2 separate regions of the Ovis aries genome follow, and region 2 is linked to region 1. Evidence: chromatin contacts called from public Hi-C data. All regions are on one chromosome and are shown on one strand. The core of a region is the stretch at or near the end of the contact, and the rest is flanking DNA. Distances in the headings are between cores, read along the strand shown.

Region 1 (3,362 bases), core at 279-2,778:
AGGGCCAGGAGGAATCTTCATGCCAATTTTAGAGGCTGACCCTCTCTACAGAGTTAATGTTGTGGGCTATGCTAGCCTCGCCCTCAGCATGGCCCATGTCTCAGAAATGTGTGGGAACCAGGTAATTTCCCAGTCTCCTGACCAGGAGGTGGGATTTTCCATCCCCCAAAGGTCACTTCCCAGTTTCTCACTCAGTGCTTAGAAGCATCATCCTTACCATCCCTGGGGTTGGTGGCCAGAGCAGGGGGTCCCCTGTCTTGGGGCAGTGAGGGAAGAGAACAAAGTCCTCCCCACCCTGCCCCCCACCGAAATACCCTGTGTACTAGGGGCAAGGACTCCTGGGGCGGGTGGAACTTTTTGGTCACTCAGGGCTGGTCCTGGTATTAGAAGCCCTGGCACTCAGAGTGGCAGCTAGAATGGGTGCTCAGACGTAAACTCCAGGGAAACCAGCCTTTGTGGCCCCTGGCCTTGGCCAGGCCCCTCTGGGCCCCCACAGCTTCCTGGACAGTTTTCTGTCCCAGTCTCTGTTTACTTGTTTGCTACCAGGACTGGGGACTCAAGGAGGTCAGGGCAGGGCCAGGCTCACTCTGAGGAGGGTATGAAGAATGTTTAAGGATAAATGAGCAGATGAAGACTAGAAGTAACAGCTAATATGCACACAGAGCTTACTAAGTTACTTAGATACTTACATTATAAGTTTACCTCTATATATAATATATACTATATTGTTGTTTAGTCTCTCAGTCCTGAGGGACTGTATGCAACCCCCTGGACTGTAGCCTGCCAGGGTCCTTCTGTCCATGGGACAAAAACACTGCAAGAATACTGGAGTGGGTTGCTATTTCCGCTCTAGGGGATCTTCCTGACTCAGGGATTGAACCTGTGTCTCTTGCGTCTCCTGCATTGCCAGGCAGATTCTTTACCGCTGAGCCACCAGGGAAGTCCGATATATACTACAGTATGTTTACTCCATAACTTTCAATCTTCAGACTCTCTTTGAGGTTAATGCAGAGATTCAGACTCAGGTGGGCCGGCTCTAAAGTCTAAATGAGCGAATAATCTAGGACCTCCCCACCCCCCCCCCCCCCCCCCCAACCCCCGCCAGCTGAGCTCGTGTCAGTTTGGTGCGATATTTTCCCCAAATTGTGCCCCGCTCCTCCACCAGAGTGGAGAGCCTGACGCGGGTGGGAGGGGTAGGTGGACGAGGGCAGGTCGGCAGGCAAAGCCTCGGGGCAACCACAAGCTTGGTAGGAGCCTGTCCCCCTTGAGGGTTTCCCGCGCCACCTCTGGGAAGCTTGATTCTAATAGGAGGGGATGTTAGAAGGAGGTTGCAGGGTCTCGGCGGGCGGGGAGTGGCTGACGCTGGAGGTCCGGACCCAGAGCCGAGGCGGACAGACTCCAGTGAGAGTCCGGGCTGTGGTGCAGGGCGGCCGGCGCGGGGCGGGTGCAGGAGGAGGGCAAGGAGGTGTGTCCGCGCCCGGTCCCGCCCCCCGGCCTGTCTCCGGCCGCGCACCGGCTTTCGCTTTCAGTCGCAGGCGCGGAGGCAGCGGAGCGGGAGCGGACGCTCAAGGGCGCGAGGGGTTGGCCAGCCCGCCCGCACCTATGGCGCCCACCGCCTTCTGGGCCGCGCTGGCGGTCGGTCTGCAGTTCTGGGCCGCGGGCCGCGCCGTGCCCGCCCAGGTAGGTGACTCGCGCGGCCCCGCGGGGGACGCCATCCCACCTACCCCCGGGTTGGCGCGCGTCCCCCTGGGGCGCCCTGACACGGGAGCTGGACTCCGGGCCATGGAAACAGGATCAGACGCGCGCGCCTTTGGAGACCTTAAGGGGACCTCGGGTTTGGCACACGTGCGCCCGAGGTCCGAGGTCTGGAACTCTGGACACCGCGGTCGGGGGTCGCACCCTGGTCCCTCAGCGCAGCCCAGGGCGTTGGTGGCCAGCCAGCGGGCTCTGGACACATCCCACCCAGACTCTGGACCCCAGCTCCGGTTACCCCTGCGACCCCTGCCCTCCCCAGGGTGGCTTTGGGGTGAGGGTAGGTGGTGAACTGTACTGGGGCGCTGTCCCCACTGCAGATGCCCGGCGCCTACTTCAGAAGACTTCCTCCTCTTCTGGGCAATGCTTTTCTTCTTTCTTAGAAATACTGGGGCTGCGCCTCTAAAAGAATAGGGCAGGTGTGCAGTAAGTGCCTAATAAGGGCACATTCAGACTATGGGCTGTCTTCCGAGACCTTTGCCCAGACCCCACTTCAGAGTCTGCCCTGTCAGGACTCTGGAATGACGGGGAGGAAGATACGGTCCTAGAGTTCCCCTGGTCTGACCTCCCTGAGGATCTGGGGACAAGGCTGAGGGCGGACTTCTGGGCTGGTTGTCAAGACTGACATGATCTCTAAGGGGCTCCAGGAAAATAGAGAGAGCAGAGACCCCAGAGCTGTTATTCAGTACTGACTGCAGTCACTAGACAGCAAGGGAAAGTGTGCAGAGGACTGCTCCTCCTTTGCCCTTTGTGGCTGGTAAGACTGAATGGTCCCATTTTGCAGAGAAGGAAAACTGAGGCTCCGCAAACTTGTATTTCATAGAAGGGCATGGGAGGGTGCTCTTCCCTTAAAGAGGACATCTCTTCCTTTCCCTTCTTGGCAAATGAGGAGGTCTGCCTTCATTCCTTCTCATGATCTTATGGATGGGTGTGTACTGACCCATCTGGACATCTTGACCAGGGAAGAAAGTAGGAGGTGGCATTGACTCATGTGAGGTGACTCACACGCTAAGGCTAAAGATACCTTAGAGTCCAGTTCTCCAGGGCAGAGAATGGAGGCTGTCAGATCAGAACAGACTCATTCACATTTGGTGTGGGGGCGGGTCGCTGCCCCAGAGATTGTTGTGTAAACAGAGATCAGGAGAGTCCCAACTCTGAGACCTGAGTATGGATGCCCATGGCTGTGGTCCCCAGCCTGCCTGCAGGGTACCAAGACTAGGGGCATTGTCTGCCTCGGCAAACCTGGGTCATGGGAGCTCCTGAGGGGAAGAGGCGTGAGGCTTCTCTTCCGGACAGTGGCCCCTCATCCTGGAGTTGTTAAAGGGCTTTGCCTGAGTCTCTCGCTTCCCTCCCCTGTGACCTGCTCCCATATCAGCTTGTTCCCTCCTTCCCAGGATTGTCTCATCGCTGGGGCAACCATCCTCAAAGTACAGCACCTCTCTCCTTGCCTGAGAAGCAAAAGGCCCCCAGTGACCAAGGCAGAAACTGCTCTCCCCTCCACCCCACCTGCTGCCCCTGCTGCCTCACTCTCAGGCCAGAGCGAGTGAGGCATCTGGGTGTTTCATGGACGTTGTGTATCTTCACACTCCATGCTGCCCCCTCTCCATGGT
Region 2 (3,357 bases), core at 54-2,553, 43 kb before region 1:
GGTGCTAGAGAGCATTCTAGCCACCTTCCTTTTTGTTTTTCTCCTTCCCTTTTTAATGTTTCAATTTAAAAAATCTAAACAGACTTCATTAAAGAAAAGTTTTAGACTTACAGAAAATTTGAGAAGTTAGTGGAAATATAGCCCACACCCAATTTCCTCTATTATAAACATCTTATTCTACTGCAGTACGCTTGTCACAATAAAAGCAATACCGACTCACTACTATTATGTGAAGCCTGTACTCTGTTCAGGTCTACTTGGCTTTGCCTAGCATGCTTCTGCTCCAGAACCCCACCCAGGACACCACTTTGCATTTGTGCCTTAGGCTCCCCTGGCCTCTGACAGTTTCTGGCCCTCCTAGCTTTTGATGACCGTGGCAGTTTTGAGGAGTGCTCGTCAGTTAAGGTATAGGATGATCCTCTGTTGGAATTGGTCAGTGTTTTTGTTCTGATTAGACTGAAGTCATGGGTTTGGAGGAGGAAGACCATATGAGTTCAGTGTCATTTCCATCACAACCTATCAAGAGTATGTGCTCTCAAATTAAAACTTGAAAACAATTATTTTTTTGTTTAGTAGACAGGATAGAACTCCAGTGTCCCTAGCCACAAGGGACTAGTTCCACCGAGAAGTAAACAGTGGGGACTCAATTTTGAAGACATTTGGGGAAAGGGAAAATTGGCTTTCTGTTAACTGGCAAAATGTTCCAGTGGGACTCTGTTTATGTTGAAACGTGTTATGTTTTATATGTACACATATATGGACCAGGGGGCTAAGATGGTAAAGAACCTGCCTGCAATGCGGGAGACCTGGGTTCCATCCCTGGGTCGGGAAGATCCCATGGAGAAGGGAATGTCTACCCACTCCATATTCTTGCCTGCAGAGTTCCATGGACAGAGGAGCCTGGTGGACTGGGCTGTATAGTCCACGTGGTCACAAAGAATCGGACATGACTGAGCGCCTAATATTTTCACACTTTCGTATATGGACCAGAGTCTCTGCTGAGTTTATAAATTAAGACACGATGGTTGATGGAATCTTGATTTTTGTTAACTTATCCCAATAAAGCCTACAGAAACTCAAAAACATATGAGAGAGAAGAATATGCTCTCAACATGATTGATTCCTGGGCACCTTCTCTTCTGAGATCTCATTTAATCTTCATAAAAACCCTCTGAAGGGGCATGATTGTGCCCCTTTTCCAAAGGAGAGAACTAAGACCGGGAGAGGTGAGGGCCTGCGCTGGGGCTGCATGGCTAAGCAGGCCTCCGACGCAGGACTGCTAAGCTGCTTCCTTGTTCGGCACCTGGCTCGTTTTCAGTTTTTTGCTTATCATAGGCTCCACTGCTGTGCACAGCCTGGTTACTTTCCTTCGAGTTATTTCCTGAGGGTGTGTCCCCAAAGAGGGATTACTAAATCAAAGTGTGTGAAGTTTTCACTGCCAGATGGTTCTTGAGAAAGAGGGAACCCATTCACAGGGCATGAGCAGCTGTGTTCCTGTTTACCCACATCCTCTCCAGGACTGTGTTTTATCATTTTTGTTTATCCTGTCTTGTTACTTTATCACATACTTTCTCCCCTCAATGACTCGCTGCCAAATGACAGTTGGCTGTTTGCAGAACTCAAAAATCACTCTCACAGGATAAAGATTCGGCTTCTCTGACTTCATTTAAAAGAATGTGCCTCAGGCTGGGCAACATTTCTCAAAATGCTGGCTGGGGCACTAGACAGTGGCTTCCTCTTGGGAGAGAGCCACGAGCCTCCTAAGGTGACTGCTCTGCTGTTAACTCGGTCATCAAGCATTGTGTCATTTTACACATGTGTTTCTTTTGACCGAGATTCTGATCCATTTCCCCTTTAGACACTTAACCTGCGGATGGTCATTTACAATGGACATGGAAGATTGTCCCCCCAAAGTGACCTGGTGTCTCCACAGCAGGTTCAAATTGCCCATCGTGTCATTTTATCATGGCTGGTTGGCCCCCAGCGTGCATTTCCGCTAGGATTTGAGGAGGCTGGTTTCCCAGAGCAGCAGAGGTCAGAGTTTCCGAGGTGACTCAGCCGGCTGGCCTCTTCATATGCGAGTTCTCTGGTCAGCTGTCCACACCTAAAGGCAGCAAAAGTCAATACCCTGTAGGTGGTCCCTTTGGGATTATAAGGAGCGCTGTCCTCCCAGAGGACTCAGTGCCTGGGAGCTGACTCACCCTGGTGTAGACATGTCTCTGGGTACCATCTCTAGCATTTCCAGTTGAAGAGCCCCTAAAGGGCTCTGCGGCCATCTGGCTTTAGGCATGCCTGACTCGGGGGCTCAGAAAGGATCCTCAGGACCCACCACCCTCTCTCTATCACCATGAGGTCCTCCTGTGTGGTTGAGTTTCACATGTTGCTCCGAGGGGCTCTGGCCTTTTCTGCCCCTGGCAGCCACCAGGCGATGGCAGCAGCTTCTGACCCTGTCAGGCCTCTTCGGCTGGTCCTGAACCACTCCTGTGCATGTGTGGGAGTGGGTGGGAGGGGAGGGGTCCGGTGTGCTGAGGGGCTTGTTGGCTGGGAGAGAGATGACTGCCCTGTTCTCTGGCTGCCCCTGGGAAGTGAGGCCCTGTGCCCCGGGCCTGAAACCCATCCACTGTTCTCCAGAGTGAGGTCTGAGGAAGGACCAACTTCCACCCTGGGGGCAGTGGAGGGGACACTTGCCTGCAGTGGGGTGGGGCAGGGCCAGGCAGCTGCCAGATGCCCCTTGGTGAAGTGACTGCTCTTTTTCTCCTTGCAGATTCCAAGCCGGGGAGGAACCCGATAGTAAGTAGCCTTTCCCTTGCCCCCACCCCAGCTTTGTGCCCATATGTATGATTCTTCCTCCATCAGAGCTTCTGGTTCTGACAGTGACTGGGTGGGTCCCCCACGGCCCAGGTGCAGATTCCCCTGCAAGTTCAGGCTGGGTCTGCCCCACGCAGGGAGCTCTGAGCGCGGTGGGGCCTCAGCCAGGCCCTGGCGGGGATGCGCAGCTCCACCCCCACGGCAGCCTCGGCTCCTGGCTCATCCCGCCGGGGACTTCCAGAAGGGCCTGCCAGACGGCAGGTCTGGTTTTGACCATTTGGGTGCCAGGTGTGGTTTGAGGGAAGGTTGGGTTCATTTTCCCCTTTGTCCTTCAATCCTCCATGAGTCTCATCCTCAAAGCTGGCGTGTCAAGTCAGTAGCACAAACTTTTGCAACTTTAGCTAGCGTGTATGGAGCACTTGGTGTTCCCGGGTGGCGGAGTGGTAAAGAATCTGCCTGCAAGGCAAGAGATGCAGGTTTGATCCCTGGGTCGGGAAGATCCCCTGGAGGAGGAAATGGCAACCTACTCTAGTACTCGTGCCTGGAGAA

Evidence for each region. Hi-C and Micro-C count contacts between places; a contact is called where the count stands out from the background.
Region 2: a contact with region 1 is called in a Hi-C map of blood, with 2.4 times the contacts expected there. The contact joins the enhancer-like site here to the promoter of TNFRSF1B in region 1. A contact is called at or near these places in 3 of 16 Hi-C or Micro-C datasets (all in blood).

What each region holds. Positions count from the first base shown.
Region 1 is chr12:40,789,216-40,792,577 of ARS-UI_Ramb_v3.0, reverse strand. It overlaps TNFRSF1B (TNF receptor superfamily member 1B), which reads left to right and starts at 1,528. Exons shown (of 10, transcript XM_012187301.4): 1 at 1,528-1,680. The coding sequence starts at 1,603.
Region 2 is chr12:40,832,152-40,835,508 of ARS-UI_Ramb_v3.0, reverse strand. TNFRSF8 (TNF receptor superfamily member 8) reads left to right here. Exons shown (of 15, transcript XM_027976068.3): 13 at 2,765-2,790. Among named protein-coding and RNA genes, the nearest start is that of TNFRSF1B, 43 kb to the right of the region's middle. Within about 2 kb of position 1,303, at least 29 of the 54 cell types and tissues checked have an H3K27ac peak or open chromatin away from gene starts, as enhancers often do.